Regions from separate parts of the Mus musculus genome. Here region 2 is linked to region 1. A link is a contact called in public promoter capture Hi-C data. All regions are on one chromosome and are shown on one strand. Each heading gives the region's core, a stretch centred on a gene start, on an enhancer-like site or on the middle of the called end of the contact. The rest is flanking DNA. Distances are from core to core; before and after follow the strand shown.

Region 1 (6,283 bases), core at 820-3,319:
TTTGTAGGTCAGTGAAAATATTCCCTCTGAAACCACAGCCAGGGACATGTCCTTTTACAGTTCTTAACCCCTACTGACTCCTAAAACTGCCTTAGAGAAGAAAATCTATCGATTACAAAATAGGCCTTTCATTCCAGCACTCACGAGGCAGAGGCAGGAGGATCTCTGGGTTTAAGGTCAGCCTGGTCTACACAGTGAGTTCCAGGTTGGCAAGGGCTGCGTAGTGAGACCCTGTTTCAAAAAATAAAAACTATGAAAAAATAAAATAAATGCACTTTGTGCGAGTCCACCCTGAGTCCTTTCATCTGAGGAATAGCTCAGCCTGTAGAAGGCTTGTCCTGTGTTCCAGCTCCAGAGCCATATAAACCAGGTGTCCCAGTTAGGGCTACTGTCGCTGAGACACAACAGCATGACCAAGGTAGCTTGGGGAGGGAAAGGGTTTATTCAGCTTACACTTCCACACTGCTGTTCAAGGAAGTCAGGACAGAAACTCACACAGGGCAGGAGCCTGGAGGCAGGAGCTGGTGCAGAGGCCATGGGCGGATGCTGCTGACTGCTCACTTGCTCTGGATTGCTCAGCCTGCTTTCTTATAGAGCCCAGGACCACCAGCCCAGGGCTGTCACCACCTACAAGGGGGTGGGCCATCCCTTCATCGATCACTAATTAAGAAAATGTCCTGCCGGGCATGGTGGTAATGCCTTTAATCCCAGCACTCGGGAGGCAGAGGCAGGCAGATTTCTGAGTTTGAGGCCAGCCTGGTCTACAAAGTGAGTTCTAGGACAGCCAGGGCTACACAGAGAAACCCTGTCTCAAAAAAAGAAAAAAAGAAAAAGAAAATGTTCTATAGATTTGCCAGTAGCCTAATCTGATGGAGGCTTTCTCAAAGGTGCTCCCTCCTTTCTGATAACTTTAGCTTGTGTCAAGTTTATATAAAATTACCCAGAATACCAGACTTGATGGCCCCTGCCTGTAATCCCTTCACTGGGGAGGTGGAAGCCGAAAGATCAAGAGTTCAAGATTCTCCGTGGTTACACAGTGAGTCTGAAACATCTTGGCCTACGTAAGAACCCTGTCTTTTTTTAAAAGTGTATTTTGTATATTTCAGAATATCTGAAGTTATAATATGAACATACATGTATCAGTAGGAAAACTGAATAAAATAGTTACTGTTTCTGGTGCTAAGTCATTGAAATCTGATTTGCCGTTTCTACCTAGCACAGGCCATACTTGTTCCTGACCAACCACATCTCCAACAGACAATAGTCCAAAGGACAGTGAGCCCTTGCTTGGTCACCCCCTACCTAAAACTTAATTTGATCCATGGGACGACAGAGGGGAAAGGTGTCAGTGGCCTGTTTCACTATCTCCTCCCTGCTCAGGTGCCACCTGCTTTGCAGAAAATTCATGCCAAGGCAGCCTGTGTTTTCTCATCCTACCCAGAGAGGTCAGCCTACTCAGTGTGGCTGCCTCCCACCCTCTACCTCCCAGAGGCTCACCCCTGGGCCATCCTGTAGTTCCCGCCTGAGCTGACGGCCTTCATAGAGTGTTGAAACTGTGTGTGCCGTGCCAGGCATTCTGCTAACACAGGAGACATGGTCTTACCTAATCCCTCCTAACTTCTAGAGGTCTGGAGCCATTTGGCAAATAAGGGCTCTCCTGGCCAGCAAACATTTGTGGAGCGCAGCCTGTGTTCAAGGTCGGGGGAGGGGGGCTGGGCTCTCCTTGGGCAAAAGGACTCAGAAGTGGTGACATTTTCAACTCCCACTTGGCTCCGGAAGTGTGTGCTCCACGTACCTGTCCTTAGGTGAGCACTTTCTTAACACCCACTCCCCACACACCTACAGTCCCACCCCCTGAAAGCGCGTGAAGACCTGGAGGTGAGGGCCACTTGCTACCTCAGACTCTCAGGACACCTCTTGAGATCTGGTCACCTCTCTGTCCCCTTAAGGTAGGCTTGATGACCTGGGGCAGACAAAACAAAAGAAAAACAAAAACAGGGGAGCACTGGGTAGGGCGGGGCAGGAACAGGGATTCTCCCTTGGGGCGGGCCTCCCTTGGGGCGGGATCAGCAGCAGACCTGCTAAGTAAAGCCCTGTGAAGGTGGCAGCAGCTGAGGCCTAGCAGAGAGCACCATGAGAGGACAAGTCGGGGACCTGAGCCCGCAGCAGCAGGAGGCTCTGGCCAGGGTAAGGGGTGAGGGGTGAGGCGGGAGGGAAGGCACGGGAGCCAAGCAGAACCCAAGCGGCCCGCATTGGCTACAGCTTTATGCAGGGACTGGTTGGCGAAGCCAGCGCCTCCCGCGCACACCTGGGCTAGGACCTCTCTCTACCTCTGAGCAACTGCCGGTGTGTGTGCGTGCGCGTGTGTGCGTGTGCGTGTGTGTGTTTGCAAGTTTAGCCTTCCAGCACAGCTCCCACCACCCATCCCTGGCCTCTGTTCCCAGGCCAGTGACTTCTGCCAGGCAGATTAGGAGATCCCTGCCAGATTGCAACAGTGTTTGGTTTGGTTTCTGTTGCTCGGGTTCCCAGTCTTCTCCCTATCAGACTTACTTGTTTACTTTTAATTATGACAGAGAAATAGAGGGGCTAGGGGTCTGATTTTTGAGAGCCTCCTGCAGGCTGTACCTGGAGAAGGGAAAGGCTATGAGGAAGGGGAGTCCCATCCAGGTTCTCATTCAACCTCGTTTGAAGGGGAAGCTTAAGAATTGTGACAGGTACTGAAGGTGTTTAAGTCTGGAATCCCAAGCCTTGCGAGACAAAGACCAGAAGATTGTGGGTTCAAGGCCAGCCTGAATTTAGTGACACTGTCTCAAGGAACAAGAGATGAACGGCTTGTTTTGTAGTGTCTCCCATGCGGAAGAACCTTACAGGGAGACATGAGAATCCTGGGTGAAGGAGGGGACCTGGAGATTCAGCCATTAAGGGGTCCTTAGTGGAACAGGAAGGACCCTCTGATGAGACTCCCAGGGCTGATGGTCTCAGAAGGCACCCGGTGCCTCCTGAGTTCTTTTGGAACTGGAAACATGGTCTCTGGGAGTGGACTATGATAGAGAACCCCACCAGCCACTCCTACTTTCTCCACTAACTAAAAGTAACAAATGCTTGCTATGTTAAAACATATAGGAAGAGAAAGGAGGAAGGAGGGGGAGGCTAAGGACGGCCCAGAGCTCTGTACTGCCTTGCCCCGGATCACTTCCTTCCAGAGTCCTCCTGAGCTAGGGTGGGCCACTGTGGTCACACTTCAGACACACAGTCTTCAGTGTGGCACTGTAAGGTGGCTTCTCTCCAGGCTGAGTTAGAAGTCACCTGGAGGGGAGGATAGGTATAGCTTTGTTTTTTACAGGGCACTGGCCCCTTTCACACCCTCCAACCCCCACCCCTGACAAAATTTCCTTTGGCTCCTGAGGATGCAGCTGCTTTCTGGTGTGAATCCTCCCTTTGCCTGCTGGGAGCCAGGCTTCAAACCTACCGCTTGTGTGCACCCGAGAACATCACACGGAATGGCAGAGAGGGGCGGCTATGAATTTACCAAAAAACAAAAAGGCCAAAGAGGAGAAGTTGTTTTTTTTTTGGGGGGGGGGGTCTGTTTGTTTGTTTGTTTGTTTGTAGATTTATTTATTTGTGTATAGGAGCACTTTATCTGCATGTCAGAATTGGGCATCAGATCCCATTACAGATGGTTGTGAGCCACCACGTGGTTGCTGGGGATTAAACTCAGGACCTCTGGAAGAGCAGTCAGTTCTCTTAACCGCTGAGCCATCTCTGCAGCCCAAGGAGACGTTGTTAAATGCACAGCTGCACAGTGATAATCCCAGAGAAGAGACCATGCCAACTCAGGTGGTGTCGGCCGGTCTGTCACAGCAGCTAACTGGAAGTTTAGTCATCTCATAGGCTACTTGTGCAGGGTCATCAGCTGCACCGAGGCTGGCTTTAGTAAACTGCAGAGCACCAGTTATTTCCAGACTGGCCTCTAGGTGTTAGGCTGTAAATGTTAGTATCCGGCATCGTGCATCATCAGGCCCCAAGTGCTCATGTTCCCCTTGCTACAGTGTAGGAATTTCTACCTTTACGTTTGGCCTTTTTTTTTTTTTCACATATTTTTAATTGTGTAAGCAAAGCCAAATGCAGTCCCATGTCATCCTCTGCTGGATTATCATTATTAGCCTGGCGTGGTAGCATACACCGTTAATCCCAACCCTGGGGAGGCAGAGGTAGGATGACCTCTTTGAGTTCCAGGCCAGTCTGGTTTACACAGTAAGACCTTGTCTCAAAATAAAAATTATTATTGCTGCTTTTAAGAAATTTGGGGTATCTAGCCCTGAATGGCTTCAAACCCACCAGATCCACCTACATCTGCCTCTTGGGTACTAGGCCCAGGCTTATAGAGGTGTGTGTGTGTGTGTGTGTGTGTGTGTGTGTGAGACTATACGAGTGTTTTACCTGAATGCACATCTGTGCATCACATGTGTGCCTGGTGCTGGAGAGGGACAGAAGAGGGGAATTGGATCTCCTGAAACTGGAGTTAGAGATGGTGGTGGGACTCGATATGAGTGCTAGGAATCAAACTTGGGTCCTCTGGAGGAAGATCCAGTTATCTTTAACTGATGAGCTATCTCTCCAACCCTGTAGGTTTTCTTTCTTCCTCTTTTTGAGATATGCTTTCCATTTGTAGCCCAGGCTCGTCGAAAACTCATGATCCCCCTGTCTCAACTTCCTGAGTGCTAGGGCTACAGACTTGTGCCATCAAACCTGGTTTACGTGTTTATTTTAAACACATTCAAGCCTTTGATTGGGCAAATTTGACATTACCTTCATTTCACAAATGAGGAAGAGAAACTCAGAAAGAGTAACCTTCTCTAATTCCAACCATCAGGATGCAATTTCTGGGTTAACGTTTCTAGAACTGCCAGGCTAGCCTTCATTAGAATTACCCTGGAGTGTGGGAGGAAAGGCTGGGGTTCTGGTACTTATGTGCCAGAACCAAGGGGAAGGCTCTGGTACTAGCCAGGGAACTTGTCTCCCAAGAAGAGATTCAAACAGTTCTGATCATCTTTCAGGACAGACTGGAGCCCAAACAATGTTGGGTCAGTGATGGGAAGACCCACCCCTTGTTAGGACTGCTTAATTACATATACCTCTTGCCTTTTGTTTAAACTTAAGCCTCATTCCTGGACCACAAAGGACCATTAGTAGGTAGGGGGGTCACTGGCCCTCTTGTTTGTCTTTCCGATCAATCATGGCCACACTGGATGAATTTCTTGTCTCAGCTTCTCACTATAGCTTGCCTAGTAACTTACGGGCCTGCTGGGGACAGGTGGCCACGCCTACCTCGTTTGCGCTGCCAGGGCCCAGGCTCTGACCCAGATGACCAGGAACACTCTGACCATCACACCCATCCTTTTCCTCCTAGTTCCGGGAGACCCTCCAGGATCTGCTGCCCACCCTGCCCAAGGCCGATGACTACTTCCTTCTGCGATGGCTCCGAGGTGAGGTCCTGGGGGTCAGGGAGGCAGAGAGCAAGGGAACGTAGAGAAAGGAGCAAGGCAGCAAGTGGGACACCTCAGGGAACAAGCTTGCTGTGATACAGGCTTCCCATCGGCCTGCTCTTGGCCAGCAATCTAAGCTCCGCTTCTCTCAAAAGCACAGCGCTGACTCTTCTGAACCTGTCTCTCTCTCTAGAGTGGACATGAGTCACCTGAGTGAAAAAGAAACGAGGACATGACTGTTTGCAGGGATGGGTCGAGTTGGTTTATTGTAGGTGTGAGGGAGACCGTAGCCAGAGGCTTCTGGACCGGTCCAGACTGACCTGGGCCATGGGGGTGGGGCTGAAAGCGGAAGGGGCGGGGCAAAGGGAGTACCTGGGAACCTAGAGCACCTAGAGAAAGGGTAGGAAAAGTGGCTGAGGTAGACCAGAGGCTGGGGAAAGGGAAGCCCAGCCCCTGGGCTGAGTTTAGGCTAGGGGGCGGGGCATGCCAGCCAGGATGACTCTGTAAGATGTCAGGATGTACTGTTCTGTGCTGCCAGGAGAGCCTGGTGGCCAGAGTCCACTTTGATATGTTAAACAGGCACCTCAGCCGTTTGTCCTGACCTAGCCTCACTAAGTGTGCAGAGTTTTATTTATAGACTTAAAAGGGCCAAACATTACAGCACTGTGTGCTGTGTGTTGGTGAACGTGGACGTCAGAGATTGCTGCCGGGTGCTTTCCATAATCACTTTATTTATTGAGCAGGGCCTCTTGCTGAACCTAGAACTTGCTGAATAACTAGTCAAACTAGACAGCTCA
Region 2 (6,608 bases), core at 1,515-4,014, 210 kb after region 1:
GGTGGATACCTTTAATCCCAGCACATGGGAGGCAGAAACGGGCAGATCTTTGAGTTGAAGGACAGCCTCTTCTCTAGAGCGAGTTCCAGGACAGCTAAAGCTACACAGAGAAATCCTGTCTCAGAAAGAAAAAAACAAGGAAAATAAAAACAAAGAGATCAGGGGACAGAAAATGCAGAAGGGGGTGAATGGTTATATAAAGGCACAGTGGAAATTTGGCCACCTATAAGCCAAGAAGCAGCCACGTGGGGTAGCACATTCCAATGATCCCAAGATGGGGAACGCAAGGCAAGAGGACTGAGAATCTAAAGCCACTCTGGGTTGCAGTGTGAGCTGGAGGTCAGCCTGGGATACACAGATGAGAACAGGCCTGAGTAAATCAACAGCAAAGGAGAGGTACCTGGGAGCATCCAGCCCCAGAGATAGCCTACTCAAATGTCTAGCCTGTACAATGGTAGGAAATACATTGTGTCCTTGTCAAGGCTGCACAGCTTGTGGCCCCCATATCAGAGGACTCATTAACTGTGTGCGGGAGGGGGGTGAAAATAGAAACCAGGAAGAAATGGGCTCCTCCGGAAGGAAGGCAGACATGCTCCTTTTGAGATTCCCCAATAACACCATGTTTTACATGATCTGCCATCTAGGGAAGGATGCTGTCTACAGGAGGCCCTGTGGAGGTTCCATGCACACACCACACAATTTTTAGAAGGGTCTGCGGCTTCTGCAGATTTTGGTGTCTTTGGGCAGAGGCCCTCCCATTTTGATAGTTCCGGGAAATAAATATGCACACAAGCCTTGCTCTTGACCTTAGTCCCAGTGGCCTGTCCAGCACAACCCTCTGGCCCCCAGCTAAGACATGCCTTCAGACACCAGGTAAATAAATGCACGCTCTTCCTTTCTTCCTCTCCTTTTCTGTAGTAGGAGGAAACCCTCAGGGTGTTAAGCTCTGAGGCTAGGCGCTGGCCTAGGTTGACGTGGCAGCCCCTTTGACTTTATTTAATTGAATTTATTCCCTTTGACTTTATTTAATTGAATTTATTTATTTATTTATTTGAGACTGTATGCCCAGCTCCTGATTTTGCTTTGAGATCAGTCCCCTTGTCTATCCCAGGCTGGCCTCTGATGCACAGTCCTGTCTCAGCCTCTAGAGAAATAGAGATTACAAATGTGTACCACGCCATCCGGCTCTGGACACCTCCCCCAACTGTGCAGGTGTCCTCCAACAGGGCAAGTCACCCCTTGGCACCTTTATTCTAAACAGAGGAGGTAGTGTATGGTCCATGGGAGAGAGGAAGGAACAACTGAGGTGAAGGAGGGTCTCTTGCCAACATATGGGTTCCGAGAAGCACGACATAACACTCTCCGGCTAGATCTGGGGCTGCTTGGAGCTTCCCTCTGTCTCCTTATCACAGTGAGAGCTTGAGTGTAGGGGTATAGGGACTGTCCCAGGATGACATCACGGATATGAAATGCAGAAGGATCCCTGACCAGGGCCCTAGGGAACAGCACCCTGGAGTGGGCAGAGGTAAGAAATTCAGTAGGAGGAAATGAAGACTTCAGAAGGATCTAGTCTAGACTGTACTGGGGAGTTGCTAACAAGGGGGACACTCTGCTAGGTGCAGAGAATATGTGGATGGGGGCACAGTCGCCTCCTGGATAGGGAGTGGGGGGGTTGTTGAATGAATATATGAGGGCCAACAGCAGGTACAGCCTAAGGATGCTCATTCTAGCTTGGCAGATGTGCTGTGGCTTCCAAGCATGGCCTGTGGATCTGGCTCAGCCTGGGCCTCAGTCCCTCAGTGCGGAGAAGCAGAAGACCCACCCATGATGGATCGCTATCTTTCAGAGAAAGTGAAACCTTGTGTCCAACTGTCGCAGCTCCCCCACCCCTCCCTCCAGCTTCCCCTCTGAGCTCACAGCTTCCCGGTCTCCCCCGCCCCCTCCATCCCATCCCCTGAAAACCAGTACTTGGAATTCAAGCCTAGTCTTTTCTTTTTTCTTCAAAGGCTTTTTTGCCTTTTATGTCCATGTTGGCAGTGACCTTGAGGGGTGAACCAAGGAGTGCTTTTCTCTCTCGCTTTCTCAGGTGGGGCTCAAAGTAGCTGAGTGACTTGCCTCAGACAACACAGCGACACAGCGTGTCACAAGCTTTGAACCCGTTCTCTAATTTCTCTTGCTCCAAGGGTCCTAAAGGACCCTGTCTACAGAGAGAGGATCTGGGATTGGGAAGGCTGGGCGAGGACAGTTAATAGAGACAATGGAAATGAGTTGGGCTAGAAGATGCTGACCTGGGATTAGAGGCACAATCTTTGGGGCCCAAGTCTGGCTCTGTGCCCAGAGCCTGGTGGTTTCCGCTCACAGATGTCCCGACAGCCCAAGCGAGAGGGTGGGAAGGGCACTCAACAAGGAAGATGTCTGGCTCCCTTTAGCCCTAAACCTTCGTGTCCTAGGAGGTTGGTAGTTTCTGGACCAGGGGTGGCCTCCCTTGCAAGTCGTGCTCTGACCCCTGGACTGATCCCTGAAGATGATACGGACCCCCGTGCTGCCCGCTCACCCCAAGAAGGCTGAGGCTGCGGTTTACATCATCCTTGGGCGTGGGGCTGACCTCGAAGAACGAATTCGAAGAAAACGGGAGGAGGAGCGGGCATGTCATGGCGCATGGCGCCCATTGGCCGCCTGGGGAGACTTTGGTTTTTGGGGTCATGTTCCCAGAAGGCCTGCCCTTCCCCCTCCCCCTCCCCACCCACCTCACGAGATGTTGGCCAATCGCCCCGTCGGGCATAAAGTGGCTGCCAGCCTGCAGGACACCCAGCCAAGCTGTGTCACCCCTGAGAGGCACGGGCCAGAGTACCAGGACCCAGTATGCAGACACGGCTTCTAAGAACACTGCTCAGTAAGTACTTCCTTCCTTTCTACCATCCCAGGGCGCAGCTGGGCCAACTGGCTGCTGTAGGCACCCTCTGCCCTTGGGAGCTGTAGATCAAGTGAAGGATGTGGACGAGAGGGAGAACTAGTAGGGCAGGGATCCACTGAGACCCCAGCATAGCCACAGGTGGAAACGTAGTATTTCTGGAAGGTATTCCAGAGGGAGGCGTGAGAGAGACCATGCCGGGGACCAGGGCATGAGGGAAGAGGAGAAAGAGTGAGAAGAGTCTGGAGAAGCCCAAGGCAGGTAGGGGATGAGCAGAGAAGGAAGTTCCAGATCTGCGCGGAAATGGAGCAAGGGGCTCACTTCTTGCTCTGATTCAATTCTCGGGGTCTGGGGCAGATGCAAAGTCAGCCAAGCCAGAGGTCCTTAGATCATCCCGCCACTCATACAGCCACACCCACACGGGGACAGGCAAGCAGAGCCATCTATGTGGGAACAGGTCCTCCCTCTCAGTAAGGTAGGAAGTCTCACCTGCAGACCAGAACCCCCGGTGACCGGGGCAGGTACTGCAGTGCCTCACCTAGGTCTACGGGCACACCCCCACAGGCACTGGTCCATGTGCACCTGTTACAAGCTCGCTGTGGACCCTCACTGGCAGTGTAGCTGCAGACACGGGGGAAGATGGGGAGGGGACTTGTGGTTGGCACGCCTGGGCTACAGGCCCTCCCCAGGGGCGAGGGGGTGGGGTGGGGTGGGGCTGGTTGGTTTGTAGGAAGGGAAGGATGGTGTCGTAGCCTTCCGGGCCATTGCACCACAGGCCCCTTCCGACCACGTGGCTGCCGGTGCCTGTGAGGGTGGGGGCCTGCGAGCTGGAACTATGATCATCTGCCCTCACCCCTACAACCTTCTCCTGGGCTCCCAGCAGTCCTGGTGTGTGCGTGTGTTAGGGGTTCGTGTGTCGGTGGCAGGAAGGGCAGGGCGAGTGCTGAGCATGGGTGACCTGGACAGGCTTTCCTCTCGCATCTTGCTCACCTTTCAGCAGAATGGCCGTCAGCACTGGCTGGCCCAGTGAGTGGAGAGGTGCTTTTTCTGGCTCTGTGAAAAGAGCTTAGGTGACCTGCTGCCCTGGGGCTGCACCTCAGGACAGACCCCTGGTCAACTCTATTCTGCCTACAGGGAATGTTAAGGTCTATAAAGTAGTCAGGAACTTAACCTGTCAGTCTTAGGACAGAGCTAACCCTTGTATGAGGCCAGATATCTTATAGAGGACTCTCTTGTCTGTTCGTTATGCCATAAAGTCAGGACAGGGATGCTGGAGGCTACAACCCAACCTCTCCCCGAAGAGCTGCAGGGAAATTGCAGCCACCACCATCTCCTTCACCCTGTTTGGTTTATGGTGGAAGGTGGTAGCCCCAGTGAGTGCTTCTGTGCAAACCCAGACCCTACTGTGTGCCCAGCTCCTCCCCTGGGCTGGACAACCACCAGTCAGGTAACTGATGCGCTCTTCTCTGCCCAGGTTTGACCCTCAGTCTCCTCATCCTGAGCATGGCACTGGCCAATCGTGGCTGCTCCAACTCTTCCTCTCAGCTCCTCAGCCAGCTGCAGAATCAGGCGAACCTCACGGGGAACACAGAATCACTCTTGGAGCCCTATGTAAGCCTCAGCCCTTAGGGTACCTGAACCTCAGAGAATCTTGGGGACTAGTGAGAGAGTGAACACATGGAGGACCAGGAAGGGGCAGGAGGGGAAACTGAGGCATTCTAGGGACGGCAGAGCTGCTCCGCTCCCAGTTGGTTTTACGAGACAGGGTTTCTTTGTGTAGCCCTGGCTGTCCTGGAACTCACTTTGTAGACCAGGCTGGCCTCGAACTCGGAAATCTGCCTGCCTCTGCCTCCCTCCCGAGTGCTGGGATTAAAGGCGTGCGCCACCACCACCACCACCACCGCCCGGCCCCAACTCCATTTCCTGACTGTCTGGAAAGTTTGGCATTTGGTTCTAGGTTCCCAGATGCAGCAGTGAGTGAACCTGTCAGGGCTCCTGCAGCCCCCACCACACCTAGGGACCCTCACTCTATCCACTGCAAGCACAGTCACCCCAGGGCCCTGACAGCCCTCCTGCCCATCTCTGCTGGCGTCAGATTTCTCTTCATACCTTGGTTTTTGTTTTGTTGTTTTTTTTTTCCATCTCTTTGTTGGGAAGATCATACAAGAGCTTGTGTTTTTTTGTTTGTTTTGTTTTTTGTTTTTTTGTTTTTGTTTTGTTTTTGTTTTTTTCGAGACAGGGTTTCTCTGTGTAGCTCTGGCTGTCCTGGAACTCACTCTGTAGACCAGGCTGGCCTCGAACTCAGAAATCCACCTGCCTCTGCCTCTCAAGTGCTGGGATTAAAGGCCTGTGCCACCACGCCCCGCTAGAGCTTGTGTTTTAAAGGCAGCCAAGACGGGTTTCTCTGTGTTTGAGGGGTTTTGTCATGCATTCCTCCATCTCTTCCTTCCTCAGATCCGCCTCCAAAACCTGAACACACCTGACCTGAGAGCTGCCTGCACCCAGCACTCTGTGGCCTTCCCCAGTGAGGACACACTCCGGCAACTGAGCAAGCCTCACTTCCTGAGCACTGTGTACACCACACTGGACAGAGTCTTGTACCAACTGGATGCTTTAAGACAGAAATTTCTGAAGACTCCGGCTTTTCCAAAGCTGGACAGTGCCCGGCACAATATCCTCGGCATAAGGAACAATGTTTTCTGCATGGCCCGGCTGCTCAACCACTCCCTGGAGATACCTGAGCCCACACAGACAGACTCTGGGGCCTCACGGTCCACTACAACACCAGATGTCTTTAATACCAAGATAGGCAGCTGTGGCTTTCTCTGGGGATACCATCGCTTCATGGGCTCAGTGGGGAGGGTCTTCAGGGAATGGGACGATGGCTCCACACGCAGCCGGAGACAGAGCCCGCTCCGGGCCCGGCGCAAGGGAACCCGCAGAATCCGGGTCCGGCACAAGGGAACCCGCAGAATCCGGGTCCGGCGCAAGGGAACCCGCAGAATCTGGGTCCGGCGCAAGGGATCCCGCAAAATCAGACCTTCCAGGAGCACCCAGAGCCCGACGACCAGGGCCTAGGTTCCCTGGTAGCCTGAGGACACACTGACAGACAGCATAGTCTGGTGATACAGGATGTCGCTCTCAGAGGCTTTCAAAGCTGCTTCTGTCACCAGGGGTCACACAGAAGAGCACTTTAAGGGGTGAAGTTGAGTGTCCCCTACTACCACTCAGGACTTCAAGGATAGTGAGGTTATTGTGTCCCCACTCCAAGCCTCCAGTCCTAGTGGGGTGGCTGGGTCGGACCACGTGGGGCCGGAGGTTTTCCATTGATTCAGGGGTCTGATGACACAAGCTGATTCACCACAGGGCTGGCTGGGCTGAACCCCTCGGGCTGTTGGTCCTTTCCTCTCATGACTTGAAACTGTTTCCTCCAGACTTCCTCCTTTCCCTGTGGCTGGGTTCCAAAGAGAGGTCTGATCCGGTGCTCTCTCTCATGCCTTATCCCACTCAGGACAGATACCTGGACCTCTGGGTGACCTCACACTTGGCAGTTGCGACAGGGGCAGGGTGTCCTACCAAGGAACACTGATCTGGGCGTTCAGGGAAGAGAGCTCAGAGCCTAGCTTGTTCCCTAATTCTCTGTGTGACTGTGAGCAAGACACTTTATTTATCCGAATGTCAGCGTTCTCTGTGGAAA

Evidence for each region. Promoter capture Hi-C pulls out the DNA fragments that hold promoters and counts their contacts.
Region 2: a contact with region 1 is called in a promoter capture Hi-C map of embryonic stem cells, with 1.9 times the contacts expected there. The contact joins the promoter of Osm here to the promoter of Sec14l4 in region 1. A contact is called at or near these places in 1 of 39 promoter capture datasets (embryonic stem cells), 2 of 484 Hi-C or Micro-C datasets (embryonic stem cells and nephron progenitors) and 2 of 9 other capture datasets (adipose tissue and pancreatic islet).

The regions. Positions count from the first base shown.
Region 1 is chr11:4,029,713-4,035,995 of GRCm38.p6, forward strand. Sec14l4 (SEC14-like lipid binding 4) reads left to right here and starts at 2,070. Exons shown (of 12, transcript NM_146013.1): 1 at 2,070-2,187; 2 at 5,411-5,486. The coding sequence starts at 2,134.
Region 2 is chr11:4,234,021-4,240,628 of GRCm38.p6, forward strand. Osm (oncostatin M) reads left to right here and starts at 2,765. Exons shown (of 3, transcript NM_001013365.2): 1 at 2,765-2,893; 2 at 4,386-4,522; 3 at 5,366-6,608. The coding sequence starts at 2,863. The coding sequence ends at 5,989.